Regions from separate parts of the Anas platyrhynchos genome. Here region 1 is linked to region 2. Evidence: chromatin contacts called from public Hi-C data. All regions are on one chromosome and are shown on one strand. Each heading gives the region's core, a stretch centred on a gene start, on an enhancer-like site or on the middle of the called end of the contact. The rest is flanking DNA. Distances are from core to core; before and after follow the strand shown.

Region 1 (7,530 bases), core at 4,230-6,729, 200 kb after region 2:
GGCTCACCTGTAGTGACCAGGTGAATCCCCTCTCTAAAAGCACCTTGTACAAACTAAGCAGCCAAAGGTCCTGTTTTGCTGTCAAGCTGAAAGGCTCCCACAAACTCATGCCCTGTCATGTCACCTGTATACTGACCTGGAACTTTCCTCTGTGCAGAGCAGTATCCAGTTACCTGACAGACAAATCTTCGATGATGCTATATTACCTGACAGAGGGGAACGCTTCACTCTAGTGCCGTTGTGCAGAGACCTGTGGCCTGGGAGTCGAAGCTGAGTCGGGCTTGGGCAACAGCGACCAAGTCAAGTCATCTGCTCAACCCGTTGTGCCAACCTTTGTTCATCCTCACAGAAAAGATCGTGGGCAAGGATCCTAATCCAACTTGGGCACTAAAAAATTAGCCTGGGATCAACATCTGGGCGACTTGTCCATCTTCAGTATTGTGTGGTGTGAAAGCACCGATGAAGGAGCAACCTACCGGTCAGGTCAGAAATTTTTTTTATCGCTACCTGCAGGGGGAAACGTGTAAAAATACTGGGAAGAAAGCACAGGTGTTAGGGTTTCCAGGCAACCAACACCAGTAAAAAATAACGTGAAAGGAGAGCGGGGAAGAAGTGATCCAATCAAAGACCTGCCCGGCCAATTAGGTGCCCGAGACAGTGACGAAGTGAGCACATTAAGATTTCATAGCAGGTGAAGAAATCTGCTTTAGGTGGACAGAAGGTGTAGAAAAAAATTGTATGTGACTAAATAGACACGGCGGAGATGAAAACCATTTCACTGGAATAAAATCCTTTATTTTAATTATTATAAAACCTGGAGTTGTTCAAGCAGAGAGATTATTAGCGGTTTCATTTATATTCTGCCCCCGATGTTGCTTGTTTGCTTTTGCAGCTCTTTTGGAACAATGAAATTAAGCTTTTCTTTTTCGCTTCCTGATCTGGTCAGCCCCTTCGTGTTTTGCTTCCTCCCACCGGGCTGCAATAAGCGCTGCCACTGTGTAACCCAGGGCTCACTGCCAAAACAGAGCCCTGTTTTTAGCAGGAAACACAGCTAACCAGGAAAGCAAATCCTGATTTTGTTCATCAGATGAGACAGACTCTGTATTCTTCTAAAACCTTCTTTCAGATCAGCCAAATGCCTAAGGGCATAAAAATCGAGGACAATTTGGCCATATTATGTTTATAAAGCACTGCAAAACATTGGTATTCAAGCCTCCTGAATGATATTCAGTGTCTGTGTCTGTCTCCAAACCTGTGCATTTTTCAGGATGCGGGGCAACTTCTGGTTTGTCCACCAGTCCCACCTACCCCAGGAGGTGACCCCACACCTGCAGATCATGTCTGATGCTTTCTTCTCTGTCGTAGGCTCCCGTGCTGACAATCTCAGTGCAGCAGCAGAGATACAAGGACATTACAGATGTCTGCAGAAACTAGAGGGCCAGCATCCTGAGTTACAGTGACGCTTTAATAAGAGATTGTGTGCTAGAGGACATAGCTGGTGCTTCTTTGCTTAGGATCTCATTTCCTCTCCTGCCTGCAGTTGTCGGCAGCCATGTGACATCCTGACATTTCTTCTTTATTAACTTCTTGACAGATAGCCTTCTGGGGTTTATTATGAGACTAATTGTTTTCAAGAAGCCTTTAGGATGTTAGCAAGGTTTTATCTTTATTTTTTTTTCCTGTGCCTTTGAACACGTGACTCTATAAAGCACTATGAGATGTGTTAAAATGCTCTGAGGATGCCAGCAGTCGTACTCGTACCGTCCCTCCGCTTCCCTGCTGCTTGCAGCAAAGAGCTGATAGCAGTGAGGGGGACCCAGTTTTGAAGAGGGCACCAGCTGCACCCATCATTGCAGCCACTTCAGTTAGATCTTCCCTGTGGCATTTTTCCAGTAGAAAAAAAAAAAAAAGAGCACACAAGCCTGGCTATTTTTTTCTACAGTCAATGCATGTGATTAGCAGTATTTATAAAAACTGTGCATAAAACAGTAGCTCAGGAAAAGGAAAAGTACAGGCAGATGCGCTGAACAAAAGAAGAAATTAACAGACTTTGAAGTCAGCAGAAGTGCCTGATTAAGGATGTAAAGAACAGATTTTGCACTTTGCCCATGTTATGTGTTTCTAAAGCATCATTCCACAATGCATTTTGAGGCCTGTGGGAAGCTATGCTGTAAAGGACTACGTGTGTAGTATCATCTAAAGATACTGTGGACATTGTCACTCTTTTTAGGGTGGATACAAGGAAATCTCACCAGCAAAAATGTTAAAGCAAAATAAGGGGATCAAACTCAATCACTTAAACCTTCCCCTTCTCCCTTTAAAATGTTGTGTTTTCAGTATTTTCTTTGCATTACCCGTAATTTTCTAGCACCGTTTTTATTACCCATAAATTTCTAGCACCATTTTTTTTTACCAAAACAAAGATAAAAGCATTTAAAATAACATTTTCCTATTCCTATTTACTATAAAATCGATAGCAACTCACTCATTTCATATGTAATTGAAGCCCTGCAATTTTGCATTAGCATAGGAATTTAAATTTCCCTTGCAATTCACATGAGAGCTAGGTTTGCACAGAACAGTTAATAGGACTTGGAGCTTGTTACTATCAAACTGTGAATTCAAACATAGGCTGGCAGAATCCAAAATGCCGTGATGATCTCGCTGTTCAGCAGCCTCTAATATGTTTTGGAAACTGCCCAGAATATAATGAGAAGGATACAGAGACAGTGCTTTTTACCTGATGGCATATAGCTAGTTTGTTTTTTCTGCCACTGCGGTCTGCTAGAGATGTGCAGAGAGACAGCTTTCCTTCCATTTGTAGATGCAGTCCTCTCAATTTAGCTGTGTTTTTTTGAGACAATGAAGGGAGTCCTTGCTAGTGTCCCTGTTGTACCCATAAAGTGATCGGAGCATTCAGCACTACTGGTCCTGCATCCACTGGAGATACAGCAAGTTGTAAATTAGGAGCAGTCGCTTTTGTTGTACGTATTCTATGTATAGATATGCCTAGCACAGAGGGTCACATTAGGACATGATTCCTCATTAGCTCTGATGGGAGAAGTACATAGAAATAATTCTGCTGGGGGGAGGATGATATTAAATGACATCCAAACAGAGGGGCATGAAAGGATGCCAATTTTTATCCAAGTATTTTATGCATCTTTAAAACACACAGATAAATCCCTTGTGATTATGTCTAGATATCCATTCCTTAAGGTGCCTTTCTTTGACATTAAAAGCTGCGTGCATAAATTCCTCATTTTACCTACAGCATTCATCAGATCTCCATCCATAATCCACACCTCCTGCTAACAAAGACAGAACAAAAATGCTCATTAGGAGTCCTGCTTCAAAGAAGGCCGAGAGAAAAAAAAATCCTAGACTTTTATCCCGCGGTAGAAGGTGAAAATGTTACCAGATGAACAATTCTTTCCAGCAGTGCTTCAGCTAGTCTCACCATGTAATGGAAGATTTATTATAAGCCATCAAACACCATTATTTCCAATACAGGAGTCTGCTTTTCAGCCCCTCACGCATCCAAAGACATACTTGCTCAGGAGAGGTGCAGAGTCAGCAGGAAAGATGGACAACATGAATAATTTAAGTGGAAGTCAAGTTCCCATTTGGTGCTTCAGAGAAATGGTTTGCACAAAAATGTAACGAGTTGGGGCATCACATACACTCCAGAAAGTTGGCTATTATTTGGCATTTACGCTCTCCAGGAGGATTGGTCACGACAGGGGTATTTAAAATTTGTGGTTTAGAATGGCAACCTATTATAATATTATTTGGAAACATTCTGCTGTGGATATCTTTGGAGAGAAGTGTTTGACCAAGACATGAAACTGCTAACAACTAGCAGTAAACTGAGGAACAGGGGTCTGCAGTGCATGTGCACATGTGAATTACATGGTGGGAAAATATGTCTACAAAATATTATCTCAGTAACAAGGGCTCAGCTGGCAAAGCTGAAAAATTAAGATTAGCTTTGATTTTTAATGCAATTAAAGACTATCATGTGCTGTTAAAGACTGTATCATGTGCCAGGTTTTCATGGATTCCTTCTGCATTCAGAGTTCAGGATAGATGGTGCTTTTCTGTTCAATACTTTGTTTTCTGCCACTGTTTAATCATGTTTATTTATGCACATTATTTTTTGCACATTAAGCAAATCCTGCTTTGAAGAGAGAATTATTAATTTCCTCGTGACACTCACCACCCCAGCATCGTTATGTTTTTTTGAGACATTAATACATTTATTTCCACAAACCTCTCTGAGTTAAGGGACCAGATATCACCCTCCCCCCCCCATTTCAGAGATGCAGCCTTGAGGCACAGAGATTACAAATATCTCATTTGGGGGTTTAAAATGAGATGGATATCAGTGAACTCGGCTTCTCAGAGTACAGAGAATTATAAAACATGCAAAATATGACAACTATAACTTTTTTTGCAGTGGGTGCTCAGTACGCCTATAAGTCAATTCCTTGGCGTCTGACTCCAACAGATGATGAACGAGATTACTGGACAACTGTAACGGTCAGAGCTTTGTTAATATAAGGTAAGACTGTATTACTGGTAAGAATAGAGTCTAGTTCTCTAAGGCAGCATTATTTTGCCTCACCTATTTATCTTGTCACTTTCTGTAATGTTCACTTAGTACTTTGACATCTTGCAACTTTGGAAATTGGTAAAACAAATGATCTGCAGGCAGCTCTCCTTCACAGAAACCAATTTCAGTATATTTGCAAGTCATATATCAACTCCAACATCAACTCCGACATATTGAACAAGACAGAAATCTTGGAGGGGAGGAATGTTTGTGTGATTCAGTCCATCTCATAATGCATCTGTGCAAGAGGATCAGATAAAGTGCAAATAAGCAACCTCAGTTCTGGTTTGTCCTAACTGTGTTCAGTTTGGGGCCCCTCGGTACAAAAAGGTCATGGAGGCCCTGGAGTGTGGGGCTAAGAAGGGCTAGGAAGTTGATGAAGGACCTTGGAGCACAAGTCTTGTGAGGAGCTGTGAGGGCACTGGGGTTGTTTGGTCTGGAGAAGAGGAGGCTCAGGGGAGACCTTACTGCTCTCTGCAACTCCCTGAAAGGAAGGGGTGGGGAGCTGGGGGTCGGCCTCTTCTCACAGGTAACTGGCGATAGGACTAGAGGGAATGGCCTCAAGTTGCGGCAGAGAGGTTCAGGTTGGAAATGAGGAGACATTTCTGCTCAGAGCAGTCAGGCATTGGGACGGGTTGCCCAGGGAGGTGTTGGAGTCACCGTCCCTGGGGGTGTTCAAGGAAAGGTTGGACGTGGTGCTTAGGGACATGCTTTAGTGGGTGACATTGGCGGTAGGGGATGATTGATGACCAGAGGATCTTGGAGTTCTTTCCTATCCTTAATGACTCCGTGATCCTATTTTTCCACCTGCTGAATTCAGCTCTTCACCCCATAACCCCCACGGCCAGCCCTTAGGACGGCAATCCGAGGCAACGGCATGTGGCGGCCTCCAGCCCCCTCACGCAGCGGGGCCGCCGCCATCCGCGCCAGCACCGCCCGGCCTGGCGGGGCGCTCCTCCCGCCGCCGCCGCTTCCGGGCCTCGCTGAGGCGGCGCCATGGCGGCCGTGGATGTGAGAGGTGCGGCCGGGACGGGGGAACGGGGGATCAGGGGGTCTGGGGGGATCAGGGGGGAAGCCGCGGAGCCCTTCTGGAACGGGAGGGGGTTGGGTGGGGGTTCCGGCATGGGGACACGAAGAGAGCGCTCCGGGGAGCGGGAGGGTGAAAGGTAAACGACGGGTTGCGTCTGGGCGGGTGAGTTGCTGAGGAGGTGGGGATGGGGGGGGGACCCCACCAAGAGCAGCCCTGCTGGGTCTGAGAGCAGTTGGGATGCTTGGCATTGAGCAGGTGCGGGGGCTGAGCCTTAGAGCACACCCTTACATCCAGTTTTGTCGTTTGTTGATCGGTCTGTGCCTGTCATCGGGAGCTCAGCTCAGAGCCCCTTTGAGAGCAATCCACACAAGCAAGAATATTTGAAATGTAATAGGAGGGTGTATTATGGCAAGAATGCAAGTGCTTAAGGCTTTGATTTTGTTGGGAAGGAAAGTTTGTCTTTGGTTTTAAATTGCATTTAGGATAATCAACGCTACTACAGCTTAAGCGCTTAATAAAGGTGCATGCTATGTACTGAGATTCCTTTTTTTTTTTTTTTTTAGGGAAGATAATGGTGTATGTGGAAAAAAAAAATATGAATGCCCCCTGTTCTATGAAGTAGTTAGGCTGGCAAGCCTGAGATTGACAGGGCAAAGCGATTTACTTGTGATTATTATCTTGCGTTTTTTCCTGGCTTGTGGGGCAGGCAGTGTTACTTAGCAGCTGCCCTGAGGAGCAGCTATCAAACAGTGTATGAGCTGACGTTTTGGAACTGAGCTGGCCATCCTCGGACGTAAAGAGCTTCTGCAGAAGTAAAACATTCACAGTGGAGTGTTGAGTTGGCAGATAATGTGTGCAAGTGGAGGAGTGGTTCCTGTGAGAAGGGAGTTCCCAGTTGTTATTCAGTCTGTGGTGGCTTCTCATCACTTACATTTTGTTGTTTTTTAATTCTAAGCATCACATCCCTTTGTTGCCTGCTTTCTCATGTCTCATGAATTGCTTGCTGTTACCAGAATTAAAATAGCTGAATTTCAGGGTGCCTCATGTTAGCAGATTTGTTGGCTATAGAACCAGTTGCTGACTCTGGTTTCTTTGGTCTGTCTTTAACTTTGACAATTCAAGTACTTGAGGAACATAATTTTGCTGCAGTGTGATTGTAAAATTCAATGACTTAAATTCAGATGTCCCCACATGTATAGAAACATACCTGGCATGTAAAGATTTCCATGTTACAGAGTGTATTTCATTTATAAAGCTTGCTTTTTCTGTGTGGTTGTGAATACCTGCATAGTTAGATTTCTGTAAGCCCTGAGATACTGAGTAAGTAATTTGCCACAGAGTATTTGGCAAATTGCTGTAGAATCTGTTGTTTGTGAATGCTGGGAAACATGGGACCAAAGTTAGTATCTTTATTTTCTGGTGTGTTGTTTTTTTGGTTTATTTCCCCAGCATCAAACACAATCATTTTTGAAACATAATGGTATCAGATGCTGTGATATCACAGAGATTTATTTTAATAGCATAACATTGTAGAAATGTTAACAACACCGCTATTTTGTTTCATTATATAGATCTCTGTAATGTTTTACTTTTCAGTACCATGGTTTAGGGCTTGGAAACTATTTTTTCTCAGAAATAAGCTGTTTTAAATGTTACCAGGCTCAGATTTAGTGTAATGTTTCTCACTTTTTTTCCCCCAGTAATAGATTCTAGCTGAGTTCAGTAAATTCAGCTTACCAAAGATGTAGGTTTCATCAATGCCTTTGTTATTCTCTCTACTCAGCAAATGCTGTTGTTCCTAAAATAAATCTATATGATACTACTAAGTAGGTTTAAGATGATACGCAGTGTAAGTTAACCAACTCCCACCAACCCATGCGTGCAT
Region 2 (6,675 bases), core at 1,188-3,687:
CAAATTGCAGAACTTTATTGTATACACTACGATTTGAGTAATTTATCTTTGCATTGATTCCTGATTTAAAACTGTAATATTCCATTCAGTTTAAGCCAGCATGGTGACTCTGTTCTATATATGCTTTCATATAAAGAGAACTTGCATTTATTCCTTGCTGTATTTGAGCCAATAGCATTACTATCTTGCTACTGAGTCCACAACTCACTATTTCCCACCACAGTAGACATACTCGGACGACTTGATAGCCTTTTCTACTTACTCAGTATCCAGTTTCTTTGGACTAGCAATATTCTTAGCGCTGCTACTAAGCTCATTGAGGACTATCAGTGGATAGATAACATTTTTCTCTACAAAAAGGAGCCAAATGTGAAGTTTCTCAAACCACATAACGTGTGCAGCATCTATCAGGAAATATTAAAAAGAAATCAGATTGTCAAATCAAACTCAAGTAACAGAATCCAAATTCTTGATCCAAGTCATTTATGATTAAACAATGAAGAAAAAAACTATTCATTTAGATAGAGTACAACTTTTTTGCCCAACAAGTGAACGGTATCAATAAGAATTAGGTCTATGTCAAGCTCAAGTCTCCAACAGCATTAACCATATCTAATCCTCTAAAGCACTTGAAAACTCAGTACCTTAAAGAAATACCTAGTGAACAAACACTCCAACTTTGCTAAAATTATTTAAGGCAATCATTATCACAAACTTTGAAACTTAAAATTTTGAAGACTGTGTGGAACTGCTCTGAAATACTGTAAGCACATGTAATATATTTTCCTCATGCTTTGATTCCATGACACTTTATATATATTTGAAATGATGATGCTCTGAGAAACTTAGACATAACTATATCATATCACGAAATGCTCCACTAGAGTATAACAAATAATAAAGCAAAAATATGAAGCATATAAACAACTAATACAAATTAAGTCAGCTGCAACTGAAAATTCAAAAATAGTATCATTAATGATACTTACTTCGGACTTCAAACTGATAGTATTCCTTGGTTTTCAGCAGTGGGTGAGAAAAGCAATGCCAAGGAAGTTGCTTTCGGAGTTGAGGCAGAACATAATGGGTCACAAAGCCTACCGTACCCACCAATGCATAGAGAACATAACTTAAAATAGGCTAAACAAGAGAAGAATTGAACAAATTTAGGTTTGTGTTTTATAAAAAAAATAAGAATCTTACATTAATAACGTAAGAGCTTTGAGCATTTTTTCCTCATTCCAAAATGATTCTGACAGTAACTTATCTGAGACAGATGAAGAGAGGGCATTTTATGTGTTAGAGACTCAAAAATACAGAAGAAAAAAAAAACAAACCCACACACCTGAGAAAGGGAGGAAGATTTCAAACACATAAAAGTGAAATGTGAAGATCTCCTGTCATGTACTTGGTACTTGTCAAATTATATATTTAAAGACCATCTAAAACTAGTCAGGAGAACGATGCATACGAGTACTAGATAGCATTAGAACATTTGTATGCAGCAAACACTGGCAGATTTGATGAAACACCTTACCTGTAAAACTGTAAATACTGTACTGACATGAATTGCAAAATAGAGTACACCGATGACTATACACACAATCAGGTCAGACTGCAATCTTTCACTCTGGAAAGTGAAAACAAAATAATTTTAGAAAACACAAGCTTTGGTTTTTCTCTTCAGAATCTTAATCCTCACCAGCAATAACAGTGAAACTGCTTAAAGGATTTTCAAATGGTGCCAGTGTTAGTTACTTCCACTGAAGTTATTAGAAATTTCACAAGGTAAATCTTATGGCCAAGTGCATTAGTAAAAGAAAGTTAATAACCACAAAGACACCTACTCAAAGTGGGACAAGAGAAGTTAATATACACAGTATCTTCTATCCCTCTCATTCTGGATACTGAAGGGATATAAGGACCCCCTCTATAGCACTAAAAAAAGAGCTAGAAGGGCTAACCAGATTTCCCATTTATGATCTATGAATTGCTATGGAGCAATTAAGAGCTCTGGAAGACAGCTGCCTAGACAAAGCTAAGTATCTGGTGGAAAAACAATAACGCTCTCTTTCCCCCCCTCTCCTCTACAGAAGGAGTGAAGGATAGCTTTAAAATGACCCTGAGGAATGAGCTTGCATTTTCTGCTGTCCTTAAGAGAGTAATCTATTTGTTGGGAATGGGAAGAAAACAACAAGCCGATTAGTGCCAGACTGAGTCACAAGAGGGCGATACATACTCAGGGTCACTTGAAGTCAGAATCTTCCCAGTTTAGACCTGTTCTCACTCTGAACACAGCATTAGTATTTTCATACCAGGAAAACATTACAGGATTAACTACTCTAAAATTGGCAAAATCAGTTACACGCAGCAGTTACTGCTTCAAGATCCTAAACTCTTGGCACATAGCTTATTTTTTCAGAAGACAAGAAATCCTGATTTTTAAAGACACCAAAAGAAAGAATACATCATCATCATCCTTCAGCCCTCACACTCTCCAAGCAACTAAGATATAGTTTGAGAGTTAAAGCTCCTAAGGTCTGTCTCTCAGAGTAATGGTAAAAAAGACTGCAGTTTCTCTACTTTATATGTCTCCTTGCAGTTTCTATACATTAGATCTTGTGCTTGTCTGCTGTATGAGAAGCCTGTCTACACAGTTACTCCCCTAGAGACAGCACCCATGCAAGGTTAAACAACTGTTTGACCTTTCTTTGTATAATTGAATTTCCTATGTCTTTTACTTACTGCACCATTGCATGTACAAGAATAATGTGCTGAAGCAAACAGAAGAGGTTACATCTGCTCTTTAAAAGACTTTCCACCATTTCAAGTTTTTGCCCTTCTGGAACACAAGCACACAGCTTTTGCTCACAATTACTTGAAATACTGAGGTACTACACTATTACTCCCATTAATCTTTCCCAGTGCACTTCCACGAGTATCTCTTGCTATTGACATGAGCTCAAAGAAAATTCAGGGATCCTTCACTGAATGTAACACTAGGGAAATTCCAGTTGTTCCATGTCTCCATCTGAATAACTTAAATTGCACTATAAACATATTCTTAGTATAGTACATTGGTTCATTTACAGATTTAAAAGAATCGTCACTTTTATAGGTAGCACTAAAATTGTACAACAGTGCAGAGGAAGTTCTGCTTACAGAGGTTTACCTTTGTAACAAACAGGGTTTAATAACTAGATGCACACATTTTTATATTAAGAAACTGACCCAGTATCATTCCTTAGGCTGAGTGAGCTGTCTGTCAAAGCAAGCATACAGTTGCAGTTTCTCTCTCAGATGCTGAATTTTTAATTAAAAACAAACATTGCAACTAATTCCATTCTTAAAGATTTCTTCTCTCCAGCATTGTATACTGCATTTTCTTGCATAAAGTTCATAGGTTGCCTTTCTAAAATCTCAGCTCAGGAGTGCAGGCTTGTATATGCACGAATTCATGTACAAGTAATACAGAGGGAACTTAACCCTCTATCACAGCATGGACTAGGAGTCCTTTTTTCTGTTTTTCTTTTATATGCAATAGCATCTTCTGTGATATGGGAGCACCACGCTCCTTATCAACAAGAATGAACTCCTCCCATAATACAAAACGAGTCTCTTTCCCTTGATACAGATTACCAGATTTTTCCAGAAATATCTAGTATTTTATCTAGAAATATCTAATATTTTCAATAAATTGTTATTAATGGGTTGTGGGTTACATGAACAAGATATATACTGCACTTAAAATTCTTAAAGCTACTGAGACTTGATTATTATATTTGTGCTCTGATATCCAATCCTAATCAACACCATGGTAACTGACAAATGTGAGCCAAGTAAGATCCAGACTAATGCTACACTGATCAACATAAGTAAAGGCTTAGACAACAAAATGAATGTCTGCTTACCACAGAGTTTCTAAGCTTTTCAGGTAAAGGATCTTTCACTTCAGACAGAGGATCCTCAGGGTTTTTGTCTTCAGAATTAGGAAAAAATTTTGATTGCACTAAAGAGCTTAAAAAAAAAAAGGCAAAAAAAGAACCCATTGAAAAGAATGCATTGTTACTCTTTTAAAAATACATAAAGCAAAGTCAGAAGTTCTGTTAAAGTTTTATTGCAATAAAAAGCAATACTAGCATATTAGTATTTTCACATGGCTGACCTAATTTACAAAGATGAGATCTCAATTTTATAAATGAACCAGTTCTCTGGTTGCACACAATGGCCACCATTAGAGATAGAACTTAGATGAGTAGCCAGATCTTATTTAAACAGCAGTTTCTCCAGTACCAACAGGGGTGACTGGACAAATACTGAATTCATAAACTGACATCATACTACTCATGAAACTAAACTTCAGCATGCAACTGACAAAAAAAGTTAACATACTCCGAAGTTGGAGCCTATTTGTTAACACAAATCAGGGAATTCTTTGTTCCAATTGAACTCCAACAGGGGAAAAAAAAAGTATTATCTGTGTTAGTCTGATTAATTCAGGAATGAGCTACGCTGACTAAACTGCTACATTCTTATCAGGCTTTGTTGGTACTAAAAACCCAAAAAACTTGTACCTAAGTTTTCAGAAGACCATATGCAGCACTGCTAGCCATACCTGTATGCTTCAAAGTCCCTTGCAATTATTTTTGCACTAATTACTGCAAATAAATATTTATTTGGTCCCCCCAGTCTCCTTCCTGTATGAACACTCAGATAAAAACATCATCGCCCCATCCACAGAAGAGGTCCCCATATGCTCCAGAGTGCTACTTTTCTATTTCATCCAGCATTATGGCTAAATTTAAATCAAAGTTCAAGCTCTGCCTAATCCAAATACATGACAACCGAGCCTCTACTGGCTGTTCTATGGGAGGTGTTTTTTCTACTAAAACTATTTTGTTTTACATACATAATTATTAATTCAATCAGAAGTACTCTCATCAATACTCCAACTCAGAAGAGCATTGTGACCGCTTCCCATCTTAGATGGGAGCACTAATCACCAAAACAGATTCTTATTGTGTTGTTTCCAAGATCAAATATGAATTAGTGCTTTGAGCACACATTCAACGGAAGAACACAGCAGTGAATTAAGTGGGAAAAGCACAGTTCAAAAAATCCACATGTGGCCTTCAGCTTAAGCTAGTGTTTTCAGCACCTCTTTAATTACAGAAAGGTTACAGGTTGTTCAGCACATATGCAGCAGTAGAAAGATGGCAGCTGACTAGCAATTAGAGAAAAATCAGACTTTGGCATACAAGTAACTCACCAGAAGTCACAAAGAAAGGTTGTACTTGAAAGGAGGAACCATATGCAAATTTTGAGAATTTTTATTCAGTTACTGAACCAATACACTATTTTTGATAATGCTGATGACTATCAGATTGGTATTTAACATCATAACTAATATCTCTTTGATAATTAATTATTCCTTAGGGAAAAGGGCACAAACAGTTACTTACAAAAGCACAGAAGGGTCACTACTTTGTCTGCTGAGATGATATGATATTGCCACTAACAAACCACAAAATATGGAGAAGAGAACTGGAATATGCTGCCCATCCCAAGAGTCCTGGAAACAGAAATGAAATATTAATTAAAAATGAGATACGGTATTTAACACTTATCTGCCATACAAGAATTACATATATCACAAAAAGAACGGAAAAAAATAATTACAATTCCACAAATAAGGAACGGAAATTTCAGTCAAAAAATATTCAGCATTTACCCCTGCCTAACTATAGATCAGAAACTCTAACACACTATATACACCTTAAGCCCACACCATCTCAATCATTTAATAGTCACGAGTTTTCAAAAACCTCATGAAGAAGTTCAAGCATTCCTTGAGAGCACAAGTCCTTAGAATTGCATTTTCGTCAATTATTCTGAAAATTCCCAGTGTTGTTTGTAAGTATTTTTTTTTTCTAATGGGCTGAATGAAGATGAAACCATTGTTCATATTTAATTTTCATAATCTGCACTGGATCTGTGAGGAGGAGACAGTGATTCTTTGCTAAAGTTTGTCTTTAACAGATGTGTTTACAAATAGCTAATGAGACAAATGGACAAATTCATAGAAAGCTAATGATCTGTGGGTGATAGTATCACTGGAGTATTTCCTCTAACAACTTTTTACTAACTGAGATCATTTGATCACTGAAAGACCAGAAATTAACATAGAACCAACACCATACTGTTTCAAACAATGTCCTTTTAAGGAAGGAAAGGGTTTTTTTTTTTTTTTTAAAGGTAGGCATACATCTTCACTTTGACACTACAAACCATTTCCTGGCTTCCTTTCAAGTAAATATTAATCTGAAAATGCTGTCTTTGGTTTACACCACTGGAAAAAAAAAAAAGTGAGCCCTCTTGAGAGGTTAACACATCAATACATGTAGAGTCTACAAGAAACGAGACAGTTACACAGCAGTTTTTCAAGAATCAACACGAGTTTTCATCAAAAACCCGGCCTATTAGCACATAAACAAGTCACATCTTTTAATAGCAAACCTGCTTTGTTCTTACTTTCCGTCTTTTCGTTGACACCAGAACTAAGTATAAAACCCTACCAAATCAAACTAATATTTCTAATTCGCTTTCTGCACATTTAAGAAAAAAGTAAGCAAAGAACAAAAGATTTTAACTTATGTTGTTTTTATAATATCACTC

The links. Hi-C and Micro-C count contacts between places; a contact is called where the count stands out from the background.
Region 1: a Hi-C map of subcutaneous adipose tissue shows a contact between it and region 2, with 1.8 times the contacts expected there. The contact joins the promoter of MED6 here to the enhancer-like site in region 2. A contact is called at or near these places in 2 of 8 Hi-C or Micro-C datasets (liver and subcutaneous adipose tissue).

The regions. Positions count from the first base shown.
Region 1 is chr5:36,427,229-36,434,758 of IASCAAS_PekinDuck_T2T, forward strand. MED6 (mediator complex subunit 6) reads left to right here and starts at 5,480. Exons shown (of 8, transcript XM_027458650.3): 1 at 5,480-5,633. The coding sequence starts at 5,612.
Region 2 is chr5:36,227,149-36,233,823 of IASCAAS_PekinDuck_T2T, forward strand. It overlaps PCNX1 (pecanex 1), which reads right to left. Exons shown (of 36, transcript XM_038179407.2): 17 at 5,463-5,572; 18 at 3,912-4,017; 19 at 1,538-1,630; 20 at 990-1,140; 21 at 263-404. Among named protein-coding and RNA genes, the nearest start is that of PCNX1, 58 kb to the right of the region's middle. Within about 2 kb of position 2,438, at least 3 of the 8 cell types and tissues checked have an H3K27ac peak or open chromatin away from gene starts, as enhancers often do. A contact at or near this core is called in subcutaneous adipose tissue, where this site is marked.